Regions from separate parts of the Mus musculus genome. Here all the other regions are linked to region 3. The links are chromatin contacts, called in public HiChIP or PLAC-seq and promoter capture Hi-C maps. All regions are on one chromosome and are shown on one strand. Each heading gives the region's core, a stretch centred on a gene start, on an enhancer-like site or on the middle of the called end of the contact. The rest is flanking DNA. Distances are from core to core; before and after follow the strand shown. Region 1 holds the start of Cand2 (cullin-associated and neddylation-dissociated 2 (putative)). Region 2 holds the start of Vgll4 (vestigial like family member 4). Region 3 holds the start of Pparg (peroxisome proliferator activated receptor gamma).

The links. Promoter capture Hi-C pulls out the DNA fragments that hold promoters and counts their contacts. HiChIP or PLAC-seq counts read pairs in DNA pulled down with a chosen protein or histone mark.
Region 1: a promoter capture Hi-C map of stem cell-derived epiblast-like cells shows a contact between it and region 3, with 6 times the contacts expected there. The contact joins the promoter of Cand2 here to the promoter of Pparg in region 3. A contact is called at or near these places in 9 of 39 promoter capture datasets (the 3T3-L1 cell line, cranial neural crest, embryonic stem cells and 6 more) and 1 of 115 datasets of contacts at active chromatin or transcription factors (pancreatic cancer cells).
Region 2: a FOXA1 HiChIP or PLAC-seq map of pancreatic cancer cells shows a contact between it and region 3. The contact joins the promoter of Vgll4 here to the promoter of Pparg in region 3. A contact is called at or near these places in 4 of 39 promoter capture datasets (the 3T3-L1 cell line, 3T3-L1-derived adipocytes, embryonic stem cells and 1 more), 2 of 484 Hi-C or Micro-C datasets (the N1E-115 cell line and pancreatic cancer cells) and 1 of 115 datasets of contacts at active chromatin or transcription factors (pancreatic cancer cells).

What each region holds. Positions count from the first base shown.
Region 1 is chr6:115,772,352-115,776,801 of GRCm38.p6, forward strand. Cand2 (cullin-associated and neddylation-dissociated 2 (putative)) reads left to right here and starts at 2,206. Exons shown (of 15, transcript NM_025958.2): 1 at 2,206-2,327. The coding sequence starts at 2,260. Mir7660 (microRNA 7660) reads left to right here and starts at 3,306; the gene lies at 3,306-3,368.
Region 2 is chr6:114,918,658-114,923,186 of GRCm38.p6, forward strand. It overlaps Vgll4 (vestigial like family member 4), which reads right to left and starts at 3,164. Exons shown (of 5, transcript NM_177683.3): 1 at 2,660-3,164. The coding sequence starts at 2,741.
Region 3 is chr6:115,360,018-115,364,837 of GRCm38.p6, forward strand. It overlaps Pparg (peroxisome proliferator activated receptor gamma), which reads left to right and starts at 2,332. Exons shown (of 8, transcript NM_001308354.1): 1 at 2,332-2,400.

The DNA.
Region 1 (4,450 bases), core at 956-3,455, 410 kb after region 3:
GGTGGTTCACAACCGTCTATAACTCTAGTTCCAGGGGATCTGACGCCCTCCTCTGGCCTCTTCGGGTACTGCATTCACATGGTACACAGACATACATGCAAGCTAAACATTCATATACATAAAATAAGACAAACCTTTAAATTACTTTAAAAAGTTTGATTGGAATACAAATCCAATGTAAGATGATGCACTCTACAGTTAGAAAACGCATGCTTTCATTCAACACATGCAGGCTTCCAGAGTCCCACTAAGTGCTCAAGGAGTAAGATCTGAAACTCTGAACTGTAAACAGGGTTTACCAGAGGAGTGAAATAGCAACCTTTACCCAAATCAGTCTATTGTTATAAAAAATGAAAAAGGGGGCTGGAGAGATGGCTCAGTAGTTAAAACCATTTATTGCTCTTGCACAGGTCCTGGGGTCCCAGTATGCATGTGACAGCTCACAACAGTGGGTAACTACAGTTTCTTGGAGTCTATTGCCCTCTTCTGTCCTTCATGGGTACTGCAATATATATATATATATATATATATATATATATACACACACATATATATATATACACACACATATATATATACACACACATATATATACATATACATATACACACATACATATATACACACATATATATACATATATACATACGCATACATACATACACACACACACACACATATATATATATATATATATATATATATATATATATATATATACACACACATATACATATGTGTATGTGAGCAAGAAACTCCTAGATACAAAATACAAATAAATAATAATGATAAAATGTAAAAAATTCCAATTTTGTCTCCACTGTCATTTACTAAATAACTGCCTAAGGTGCCAAGTGATTGCTATATTTCTCCCTGGGAGTATTCACAGTCCCCTGAAGGGCTGTCTCCCCTTCTCATTCATGAAACAATGACTTTCTTCTGGGATGGCCACATAGGTGTGAGCGAGACAGGAGCAAGAAGACTAGGAGAAATGTAGAGGTCCCTAGCCTCCAAGGCTTGGGACTTTGTAGCCACTGTTCAGTCATCTAGAGGAAGAGAAGTTGGATTAGGAGTCGGAAATCAAAGATGTAGCAGATGTCTCATTTAAATCCTTCCTTTCTTTATCTTTTTTTCTAAAGACAGGATCTATGTAGCCAAGGTTGAAATTTTGATCCTCCTGCCTTCCTGCCTTCACCTGCCAAGTTCTGGAATTGCAGGTATGAGACACCCCAGCCCCCTAGATTTCCTTTTACCAACCTGAGGGTGTGGCTCTGTGGTAGAGAAGAACCAAAACAGAAATTTTAATACATTTAAGATAAAACTTTCTTAACCAGGGTCTTGGTGCATGCCTTTAATCTCAATACCTGGGAGAAAGAGGCAGGCAGGTCTCTGAGTTTGAGGCTAGCCTGGTCTACAAAGTGAGTTTCAGGGCAGCAATTACTATACAGAGAAACCTTGTCTCAAAAAACAAAAACAAAAACAAAAAAGAAAAAACAAAACAAAGCAAGAAAGATAAAGGTTTCTTTTATTCCTTTGAGTAACTAAAAATAGCCAGCAGAGGTTGTGTGACTCCCCAAGCTAGGTAGCAGAGATTTGAAGCGACACTTCCTTTCCAGTTTAAAGAGTCCCCCTAAAGATCTACGCGCGCGCGCGCGCACACACACACACACACACACACACACACCTCCTAACTGGGGAAAACTGTGATCAACTTTAGGGAACAGCTATTGCTCTCGGCTTTGGGAACCTGAAGTCCGTCCTTAATTCATCTCAGGTTCTTTGGCTGTGTGGAACCTGGTAGAATCTGGAATTGCCATCCCATGTCCCTGTTTGCATGAGTGCCATTGAGAGAGCAAAGTCAAGGGGTCTTCAAGGCACAATCGGGAGAAGGCGTGGTCAGGGCCGGGTGGTGAGCTGCTGGTGCCCATGCTGAGCAGAGCTGTCCAGGAGAGGGGGCCAGGCCCGTTACTTCAGTCCTGCTCGGGACAGGAGGGGAGAGAGAGAGAGAGAGAGAGAGAGAGAGAGAGAGAGAGAGAGAGAGAGAGAGAGAGAGAGAGAGAGAGAGAGAGAGAGAGAGAGAGAGAGAGAGAGAGAGAGAGAGAGAGAGAGAGAGAGAGAGAGAGAGAGAGAGAGAGAGAGAGAGAGAGAGAGAGAGAGAGAGAGAAGGGGCGTGGCCGGTGGGGGAGGGGGCGTGGTGGAGGGGAGGGGAGGCCGCGCCGCCATATTCGATTCGACCCGCAACCCCGCGGCGCAGCCAGCATGAGTACCGGTGCCTTCTACATCTCCAGCCTGCTGGAGAAGATGACGTCCAGCGACAAAGACTTCAGGTGCGCCCTGTGGGGGCTCGGGACTCGTTTTCAGGGGTCTCAGCCTGTCCCGGCCGCCCCTCTGCTCCCCTGCCCCCCCCCTGCGGACCCCTGTGGGAGCCCCCGGCCTCTTCGCCTGGGCCTGGCTGGGCCTGCAGCCCCGCCCCCAGCCTCTTCCCGCCTTTGCTGTGCTGGCCTCTCAAGTCCCCAACACTGGGCGCCCCCCAGGCTCTCCAGTGAAGTCCCCGTCGGCCTCTCTTTGGAACCCAGTGCAGTCCTCTTCTGACCCTCATTGAAACAGGCCGCTTCCCTGCACAACCTCCATCCAAGGCTATCTTCCGAGACCCACACTTCTGCCCGGTCTCTAGGTTACCCCATCCCCCGCACCCTGTACCCCTACCGGGTCTCCTAACCCTAACAAACTTTACTTTTCTTTCATCTCTTTCTTTTCATCCCGTGCCTTTTCTCCCTGGCCCCTCATCACCACCCCATCTTCCTTATTCCCCTCCTCTCCCAAGATGGTTTAGAGCAGGAAGCAAAGGTTGGGGTGAGGGCTATCTCTCTCCCCCATTCTTTTTCTCCTATCCTCCTCTCCAAACACCACAGAAACACAGGAACAGAGTTGGCAAGAGGAATGGGAATATCTGATGCAGCCCCTCTTGCAGGGGAAACTGAGGTTCAGTGATAAAAAGGGGTTGTTGGTCAGTTGTGGACCCTCAAGTCAACAGGACAGTGCACCATTCTGAGTCTTCTGTCACAGTAGTTATCCCTCCGATTACAAACAGGGAAAATTAGGTTCAGGGACATGAAGGGCCTGGATACAATGCTAACGGTAGGGCCAAGCAGAGTTGGAGGTGTCAGTGGGATTCCCAATCTAGCCAGTCCGGAGGGGCCAGAAGCCTATTTGTGTGGTCTGACCTTTTCCGTGTCCTGTAAATACAGTCCTCAAAAATCTCTGTGCAGCCCTAAGCCCCACAGTGGTAGTAGGGCTTGGGATCCTTTGCCCTGGCTTCAGATCTCGGCAACCATCACTAACTAGATCTGTAAGTGATGGGCAAAGTACTCCATGCCCTCTGAGCCTTAGCTTAGCTGTTTGTGCTTTAGGTAGCAGGTAAGTGCTTTGTGAATGGTTGTCCTGACTCTGTGCAGGGAAACGGGGCAGGTCCTGGTAGACTGTTCTTTGTTCTTTGGGCCCAAGTTCTTTCTGTTCTCCAGAAGTCTGGAGGGGGCTTTGACTTACTCAAAGTCACATGGCCTGCCAGAGTTGAGGGAATGACTCCTGGGCCTATCAGGGAGTTGGCTCTATCACTCAGGGCCTGAGAAGCCCTTTAAATCTGTCCCTGCCAGCAGCGTTGAGGACACCTAAAACCACCCTGAGCATATGAGAATGGTTTCTATTTTTAAAAGTCTGAATACCAAGAGCCTGAGCCTCCTCCCAACCCCCGCCCCCCACCAGCTGTCCAGGCACCATGTGTCCCAGTGTCCTATGGTGCTGCCTCTCAACATGGCAGGAGACCATGGCTTATGGTTCCCAGCGGGGAATGTCTGACTGGGGTTCCAGGCAAGGGACAGCCAGCCTTGGTTCTCAGTTTTATTTGGGGATCAGACTCTTGACAGAGAAAACCAAGAACTTGAGAGGTCTGACAGGGATGTCCAAATCCTTTTTCACTGAGGCAGTGCTGTTTGAGGATTCAGGTGACCTACCTCACGCTGGTGCTTCGTAACCTCTCTGAGCCTGCTTGCTCAGATTGACCTATTAAAACCCTCAAGGATGCTGTGGGAGAGGGGCAAAGACAATTTCCGTTTTATTCATGGAAAAACCGAGGCTTGGGGTTAAGGAGGCAGCTGGCCAAATTTTACCTCACTGATAAGACAAGTATGTTTACTTAAAGCCTCGCTCTGCTTTGGAGCTCTTGCTTGTCAAATTATTATCCCCACCACCCCAGCACCATGACATTTCCTCTGAGAGTGATGTCTGCAGACCTGAGGTGTTTGAAATGCTGCGGTATATTTGTGAATGTTGATTTCTGGGTTCGGGTTTCCACGAGGCCGCTTGGCTCTAAGCCAGTGGTTCTCAACCTTCCTAACACTGCACACCTTTAATACAGTTCCTTGTGTTGTGGTGACCTCCAACCATAATATGA
Region 2 (4,529 bases), core at 1,914-4,413, 440 kb before region 3:
GCATAGAAACTGGTTCTCACGAGTTAGACAGATCTTCTGTTTCAATACCTCAGACTCCCCAGAACCAGCACTGGGGTATCTGCTTCCCTTTATTGGCCTTTCAATCCTCCTCCGAAGTGACTATGAAGGCAGGCATCAGGATGGGGTTGCCATGCAGGGAGCAGCCCCAGCCATTTAGAACAGGTCTGGGTACATGGGGCACCTCCGTGGGAGAAAGTGGATTTAGCAGAAGATAATGTAGGCTCTGGTCCAAGACCTCAAGGAGGTCAGGCAACCCAGAGTGGATTCAAAAGTAAGATGCAGGGGTTCTTGTGTGCTACAGGGTAGGCGCTGGCCCATCCTCGTGGCGGCCGCTGAGAGAAGGAAGGCAGTGAGGACACAGTTCCCCTGACACATCCAGGGTTGTCGTTGCACCAACCTGGACAAGCGAAGCTTCCCACCTACACCTTCACTACTAAAGCCAATGGGACAAACACTGAGTCTGTCCCCTGCTGACAGGCAGGACACTGGCCTGTGCCCCAGATGAAATCAAATGCCACCTACCCCCGTCCACACGTGTTCCACACCACTGCCCTGGCACGCTGGAGGGCTGGCAGGTTCAATGCAAACAATTGCAGCGTACCTCATTTAAACTGTACCAACTTCTCCTCTGCTTTGTTTGTTTGTTTGTTTGTTTGTTTGTTTGAGACAGGCTGTCTATAGAGCCCTGGCTGTCCTCACTATAGACTGGCCTGGAGTGTAGACTGGCTAGCCTGGAACTCATAGAGATCCACCTGCCTCTGCCTCCTCTGGGCTGGGATTAAAGGCATGCACCTCCAGGCTTAGCTGTGTTCGCACTGTTTACAGGAGAGAACGCCATGTATGATTGGTACCCATCCTTCCACACAGCCCTCGCAGTGGAGACCAGATGTGTGTGGTGTTTACAGCGAGGAAACCAGAGGACATAAACAACTGGCTCTGAGCACTACTCAGGTTTTGCTGCGCTTTTCTTAATTTCCTGTGTATTTATTTTGGTGTTAGAATAATATTACCTTTCATAATAAGGAAAACAGGAGCAGATGTTTAAACTAAACAGATGATAGCCTGGGATCCCACGCATCCACTCGGCTCTCAGCTTCTAGGTCTGCTCTTCCAAACATCGAAGGAAACAGGACAGCTAACTGTTGGCATTTGTGCTTTCTGTGGAACCACACACCCACCTGGGGGAGCTGCAGAACTTCCTCCTGGGACACAAGGAAGGAACCACTGTCCTAGCAGCCTCTACGTGCCTCACCCGGGCCAGCCAGGCACTCTGTTTTGTTTTTTAAAGATTATTTGTTGACAAAGAAATCACATTAAAAGTTTTGAGCTTTCGATGTGGATTCTTTTTTTCTTTTCTTTTTTTTTTTTTTTTTTTAAAGACAATGCATGAATCCCAGCAGAAATCGCGTCTGGTGGCTTCTGGAGAATCCAGCCTTTGAGACGAGAGGGTTTGGAAGCTGAGAAGCTGAGGTGCTTTTTATATGTAGAGGAAACTTGTCAAAGTAAAGTGATATCTTATTTTTAAAAAGGCAAAACAACAACAAAACCCCTTTAAATGAGATTTTTCCCCCATAAAGTTAATTTTAAAGCAGGCTTGAGAGAGAAAGGGTATGTTTTCAACAACTTAAGAAGCAGATCTTAAACTTTTACACGAACACAACCAACTCTGCTCCCTCTTTTAACTTCTGTTCAAGACAAAGCAGACAACTCTCTAGGATTACTAGGTGAGAGACCCCAGAGCCTGCTGCCCACAGCAGGAAGACACCAGGAAAGACTCCCGGCAGCCCCAGGTCTCTCCCTGCCCGGCCAGTGCCACAACTCAGCCCCATTACCCTGGTCTCAAATCGCACGTAGGTAAGATTCCAAAAGATGGGATTGGGGTTTTCTCCAGAGAAGCTTAACTTACTACAGGGAGTGCCCAGGGGAAGGGGAGGTGATGGGCAAATCTAGGGGTGGGGGTATTTTCCACTTTCTTCAGCCTTCCGGCTGCTTATGGTGTAATTGCCAGGGACTGGGGTTGGAGGGAGCCTGTCTCACTGTCAGCTCTCTGCACAGGAAATGGGGCGGCAGACAAAGAGCCCGGCCTGGGCTCCCTGACACCAGGCCCTGCCAGTCCCACAAACCTCACAGGAAAAAAACCCCTTGATGCCTGAGACAATGGCTCAGGAAAACAACAACTTACTGTGGCTTTCTGCTGTTGTTCCTCTACCACATGAAATTCAGAGCAAGGGTCCACACCGAACACTGTACACGGTGATACGTTTAAAAATAAGTCCCAAGGCCCCTCCCCTCTACTCCAGCACCCACATGTTTAACTTCTCCTTACTTCTGTAAATTCCTACTTATGCATAAAATGCCAACAAAATCAAAAGAGAAAAATCACTTATAATGTAACGATCTTGTCAGACCTTGCTAGTACATCACAAGTAAACTTTTAACAGCGTGTCTCCTCCAGCCCTCCCCGGCTGCCACCCTCCTGCCGGGCAAAAGCGAACTGTCCTGAAATGGTACACAACTCTCTTTCCACTCGCTCCACCATCACAAGAAAGACAAGAAAATGTTCATAAGCCAGTCAAAGCCCCCCTCCAAAGGAGGAGTGGCCATCACAAAAGCAAAGAGTACATTCTAGAACATCTACCTTCATAGCACAGAACGCCGATATTGTTGTTCATCTTGTCCAAGTATTGGTAGTTCAACAGGTCCATCTTCATAAACAGCATTTATCTGTCCGGCTAGCAAAGAAAAACAGTTCTTTGCTTTCACCCCCAAAGAGAAAGTTTCAAAATTCAGTCTTAGCTGAGTAGCTCCAGGCTCTCCTAAAACTTCAGGAAGACAGAGGCCCAGCCTCAGGAGATCAAAACAAAGTATGTAAAAGGTTTTTAAAAATCATACACACACACACACACACACAAAAATCAGACTCAAACAAAACCCGTCAAGGGCTTGTGGAAGGTGTCTGATTGTGTCTTCTATTCGGCTTTAAAAAATCATTTCAGAAGACTTCTCGAGCCCGTCTTGGGGGTTTAAAAAGAAAGCAGTAAAAAAGAAAAACACAAAGCACATTTCTCAGGACAAAGGCACTCTCCCTCACAGCCCGCTGCAAGCTGACTGCACTGACATGCGGGCTATGCTTGGTATGACTCGTATGTAAACCAGCTTCCTCTGCTTTTGGGAGGGGGTAGAGGGCTGCTGTGAGCATGCTCACTGGAGCCTCGGCTCAGGCTCCAGGCGCTGCAGAATTAGCAGGAAGCAGAAAGAGGCGGGGGCAGTGAGGCACAGGGGGTGAGGAGAGCCTTTCCTCCCCGGAGCCAGAGGCCGGCAGAGGCAGAGGCCGAGGAAGTAAACCCCAGCAAGTTTGTGGGTGTTTTGTTTGTGGGGGAGGCTAAGCACAAAGTTTAAAAAAGAAAATCTGCTGTGGAAGCAAAGTACAGGGAATTTAACTTTCCGTGACTTCGTTGCAAGGGCTGGGAATCCAGGGCTTCCACAGGGGTGTGCTCTGTTTGGTACAAGGTTTCTTTGTTTCTTTGTAAGATGGGTTTATTAAGTCCAGGGACACAGCGAGTGTTTACATTTTCTTTTTTTTTTTTTTTTTTTTTTTTTTTTAAAGATTTTATTTATTTATTTATTATATGTAAGTACATTGTAGCTGTCTTCAGGTCTCATTATGGGTGGTTGTGAGCCACCATGTGGTTGCTGGGATTTGAACTCAGGACCTCTGGAAGAACAATCAGTGCTCTTAACCGCTGAGCCATCTCTCCAGCCCGAGTGTTTACATTTTCAAAGTCAATGTTACATGTAACTTCCTTCCTAAACTCTGTAGCTGTACAGATGGACAGGACACCAGAGGCAAATCCGTCCTCAGAAGAGTAAACAGATCTGGGGACAAGTGAGTGGCCTACAGGTCTCTCTCTCCCTCTCTCCCTCCCTCTCTCTCTCTCTCTCTCTCTCTCTCTCTCTCTCTCTCTCTCTGTGTCTGTCTGTCTCTCTCTCTCGCTCTCTCTCTGTCTCTCTGTCTCTCTGTCTCTGTCTCTCTCTCTCTCTCTCTCTCTCTCTCACACACACACACACACACAAACACACACACACACACACACAAACGGGGGAGTGGGGAGCTGGCTGGAGAGGTGGTTCCGAGCACTGGCCACTTTTGCAGAACACTTGAGTTCAGTACCCAGCACTCATAAGCACCTGTAACTCTATTTCCATGGAACCTGACTCCCTCTTCTGGCCTCCATGGGTACCGCATGCAATGACACACAGACATTGGAAAAAAAAAATGTACAAAAAAAAAAAAATACTTTTTAAAAATCTGTTTTCCAAACTCATCTGGGAGGTTGTGACCAATCATGGAAACTTTAAAAATGTTCCAAGTTCAAATCCAGAGCAGTGCTGAGCTTCATCAGCATCATGGAAGAAAGGAAAAGACCTGCTCTAAGTGACTCTGCTGCAGCCTGGCAGAGTGGCACCAGCCTGTAATTCTAGCAGTCGGAATCCGAGGGAGAGGAACT
Region 3 (4,820 bases), core at 1,082-3,581:
AGAGCAAAACATAGAGCAAGGTCTTCATCATTACGATTGGAAAAGGATAAAAGAACGGCCTTTGGTGTCCTGGACACTGCAAGCTTTCTGAATGTGAATCTTTAGGACAGATCATGACTGTGAGAGCTGAAAGAGTGCAAGAAAAGGAACTGTCTATCATGTGGGCTTCAGGCTCCCGAGGCAAGAAGCTCCAATAGTCTAACTTAAAAACAAGAGATTCTCAGGCCCTCTCCACCCTATGTGTAAGGTCTCCTATGTAAGAAATGGTGCTAAAGAATTTTAAAAAGCCAGTGAACAAGGTTAACAAATAGTTTGAAGGCAGGAGAGATTGCTCAGCGGTTAGGAACACTTTGTGTTCTTCCAGAGGACCCTTGTTCGGTTCCCAGCACCAACCACCTGTAACTCCAGCTCCAGGGGAGCCCACACCTCTCCCTCCGTTCACGTGCATACACACACAATTGTTTTTTAAAAGGAAATTAAATGATTAGCACTAAAGTCTGTTGATTAAGGCATTCGCCTTCATAACATTCTGAGATTAAAAATAAAAATAAAACTGAGATTAAAAATAAAAAGAAAAAAAGAAAAAAGGGAGATCCTAAATTCACTTAATTCATATAAATATATATATGGGTGTGTATCTATTATATATCATATATCATATATATGATATATAAATATATGTTATGTATGATATATAAATATATATGGTATATATATAGAGAGAGAGATGAAAAGCACATCTAGGAAAAAAACAAACTTCTCCATGACAGACATGGACATGGACATCGGTCTGAGGGACACGGGACCTTCCTGGGTCGCCTCCCAGCGGCTGTGAGGAGCAAGGCGGCCAGGTAACCAGCGCACGGCGCCGGGCGCGGGAGGGCCACGCGGGCCTCGTGGGCGCCGGCCTCCGGGTGCGGGCGCGGGGCCTCCGGCCTCACCCTGGGCACCGCCCCCGGTCCGGCCGGGTGGCTCGGCTCGGCTCCTCCGGTCCGCGGCCGGCCAGGCGGGGCCCGTCGCACTCAGAGCGGCAGCCGCCTGGGGCGCTCGGGTCGGGTCGGCCTCACCGACGCACAGCACCCGCCAAGCCGCCGCCTCAGGTCAGAGTCGCCCCGGGCCACGCGGCCCGCCGGAGGGACGCGGAAGAAGAGACCTGGGGCGCTGCGCTGGGGTATTGGGTCGCGCGCAGCCTGAGGGGACCGAGTGTGACGACAAGGTGACCGGGCTGAGGGGACGGGCTGAGGAGAAGTCACACTCTGACAGGAGCCTGTGAGACCAACAGCCTGACGGGGTCTCGGTTGAGGGGACGCGGGCTGAGAAGTCACGTTCTGACAGGACTGTGTGACAGACAAGGTGAGGGGGGGTCTCGGCTTGTGGGGTCTGGATCTGACTGGCTAGGTGACTGGGTCTCCGCTGAGGGGACTCGGGATGAGAAGTCACATTCTGACAGGGCTGCGTAACTGACAGCCTAACCCTGTCTCGACTAGAGGGGATACGGGCTGGAAAGCCACACTCCGACAGGACGGAGAGTGACCAAGTGACAGAATCTTGACTCAAGGGACCCCGGCTGAGGAGAAGGCAAACTCTTGACAGGACCGAATGTGACAGACAAGGTGACAGAGTCTGGGTCTGAGGGGATCGCGCGGGCTGAGGAGAAGTCACACAAGAGAAGAGCGAGAGAGTGATAGCGGGGCGGGGTCGCGGACTCAGGGACAGAGTGAGGGGTCTCGGCTGAGGACCGGTCACCCTCCTGGAGAGCCGAGTGTGACTGACAGGGTGACTGTCCTCGTGAGGGGCACCGGCACGGTGCGGAGGGCCACAGTGCTTCCCTGAGAGGGTGCGCAGGCAGGCATGTGTGTGAGCGCGGAACAGGGTTGCCCCTGTTCCAGACCCTGACAGGAAAGCCAGGTCTCCAGAACTACCGCGTTGGGGACCGCATTGTGCGGATCCTGGTGACAGATTTAGAGAGGGGCTCGCCAGCAGCCACCGGTCGCCCTGAGGCTCTAGGGGTCGGAGGGTGGGGAGGAGGATGCGCCCGTGATCACGGAGGCGATTTGGCCCACGGCCCCCTGCCCGGGGCTCACCAGGTGTGAGGAAAGCGGGGTCACTGTCGCCAAGGCCCCGCCCCGCCAGTGCCCCTCTTCAATCTAAGCAGGGGGCGAGCACAGGGCCCGGCTCACGGGAGTAGGCAGCCCTCGTGCTGGGGGCGGAAGGTGGGTGTGTGGCTCCCGGTGCTTTATGGCTTGGGATTGGGGAGGAGCCTAAGGTGAGGAGGCAGAAACTGGGAGTAGCCTGGGCTGCTTTTATATAAGGGACGCGAGGAGGTCAAGAAGGGGCCTGGACCTCTGCTGGGGATCTGAAGGCTGCAGCGCTAAATTCTTCTTAACTCCCATTGAGTAGGTGAGTGGCCCCATCGTCATCACGTTTTTGTTGGTGTGTGTAGTGAAGTGGCCAAACTGCCCCCAAGTTCTTACACATCAGGATGGTCTGGCTGTGTTCTTGTACTGTTAAGAATCTGCTTTGCTTCTGATGCTAATAGGGGGGAGGTCGTGCCATTTATTTCAGAAGGGAAAAAAGAAAAGTTAAGTTTTCTGTGAGGAAGAGGCTAAAAGGTGTCCCTTTTTAGCAGGATGAAGGACAAAAATGTAAAATTAAATGATCATTTGAAAACAAAACCAGATGAACCAAGTTGTAGGATAGCTAACAGTTGGAAAGCCTCTTGATTTGGAGTTCATTATTGTAATGTCAACTCTTTATTATCATGCACGAAGCAAATTGTTAACTGGAGTTATTAAATGAATAACTTAGTCTTGGACTTGGGCAGGTCTTCCAAAGATATCAGGTGCTCTGTGGGAGTCTTCCTGTCGTCCATAGCTAAGTGATCAATTGCTGACTAAAAATGTAACTAACTCCAGGTGCTCTGTGATTTAAAACCTGGCTAGGGTAGGAACGGATATACGCTATGACTACTCAAAGAGATAGTTCTCTTGCAAGTTTGACAGAAGCACTCATAGATACTACGAGCATTTGGAGCAGCATTTCAGAAGATTGGGTTTCAACTTTAAAATAAGTTCTCTGTTGTCTTATCTTCAACCACATTTGCTCTAAAGTAAATGTCCGAAATATTAATTTTAATATATGAACATTTTAACTCAGTGTCATGCCTTAGTTGGAGTGAAACATATTATAAAGCCCTCGATTTTTATTTTACTGTGTGTTTTGTGTAAATTTGCTCACTCCAGTGCTACTTCATATTTAATTTGCTGAGAACTATATCTTCAGTGAGAAGATCTAAGGAGCAACTGGTGGTCACCTCACGCTTTTGCAGCTCACTAGAAGGGAAAAGATTGTTGACAGTTTTCTTTTTAAGGAAAAAAATCTTTTTCATATGTAAAAGTTTCAAACTCTTCAAACTGTTGAAGAACAATGGCGCCGGTGAAGTCTGAAGTTCTTGATGCCTCTAGGCCGAAGAGTTTTTTGATGCTGTTTCCTCGGTCTTTTATATTTCAAAGATTATAAGTTCTTCTAAACACATTAGAACTAAAAGACCTGGAAACATTATACACATCAATACTTAAGACTACTTTGATATTTTTTGTGATAACTATTTTTTAATAATTAAGTATATTTCCTTTAAAGGAGCTGGTTTTCCTAACATTCATGTCACTACATCTTTCAGAATCACTTTAACAGAAAAGGGCAAATTACACTTTAAAAAAAATCATATCTTTAGTTTCAAAATCCCTATGACATTTAAAATTCATATATGAAAAGCATGACTTTAAATTTTTGACGTAGAAATGGATTATGCAAGTGACTGATTTCAGTTAGTAAGTTTTACATATTTAAATAAATGATTTTTTTTACTTTTAAGTCTCTGAAAAGAATATTCCATCAGTCTTGTCAAGATCCTTCTGTGTGGGGAATATGTAAAGGCACTGTGAAAACATGTATAAGGATCAGCAATGTATTTAACTTACTTTTCAAATTATGAAGTGGTTGCTAATAGAAGGAAACTTACATAAAAATTTTGTTAAAATAATTTACCCAAAAGTCTGAATATTTTCACAGCTTTCACAGGGTCTGTAGGTGCCCGGTGCGTATGGCAAGACATGTTGGCCATTCTAATTTGTGTCTTTCTGCTAAATTTATTGTCATGTGGACTTGGAAATATTCTCTGTGTCATAAAGTGAGGCAAAAATACTGGAAGAATTTTTTTTTTTGCTTTCATAGGATTCCACTAAGTAAATATTGGTAGAAGATTTAAAAAAATACTACACTAGTCAAGACAATTTGATTTAAGTCAATAGTATGTAATTTTAAACATATGCACAACCCACAAATTGTCAAAGTGAATTTCTTTCTTGTTTTTCTTATTTTTGTGGCAAATTTCCCTGTTATCCATTACTTAACTTCACTTTCTTAACGCCTAAATACAGCAAAAAGGGCAGCGGCATGATTGCTTACAAAGGTCACTAGAAACAGAATTAAGTTGACCAAAAAAAAAGCAAGGCCAGTTAAATGTTGGTCTCAATACCAAGGGAGCCTCAAATACTATATATTAGTTAGTTTCATAGCATATGAGGTTTTTTAAAAAAAAAATTAATTTTTTTTCCCCTAAGGTGGTTTTTGTTCATTTCTTGTAATTTTCTCACAATACAGGGGGAGGTTTTTGAGAGTTATACATTATCTATTTTAAATTATATATATTAAATTTAATAAATTATCCAGCACAACTGCATTTATAAGGAGATCTCAAACACAATAGGCCATACTTTGGCGAAATGTACGGTTCATGTTAAGATAATATCTACCACTGG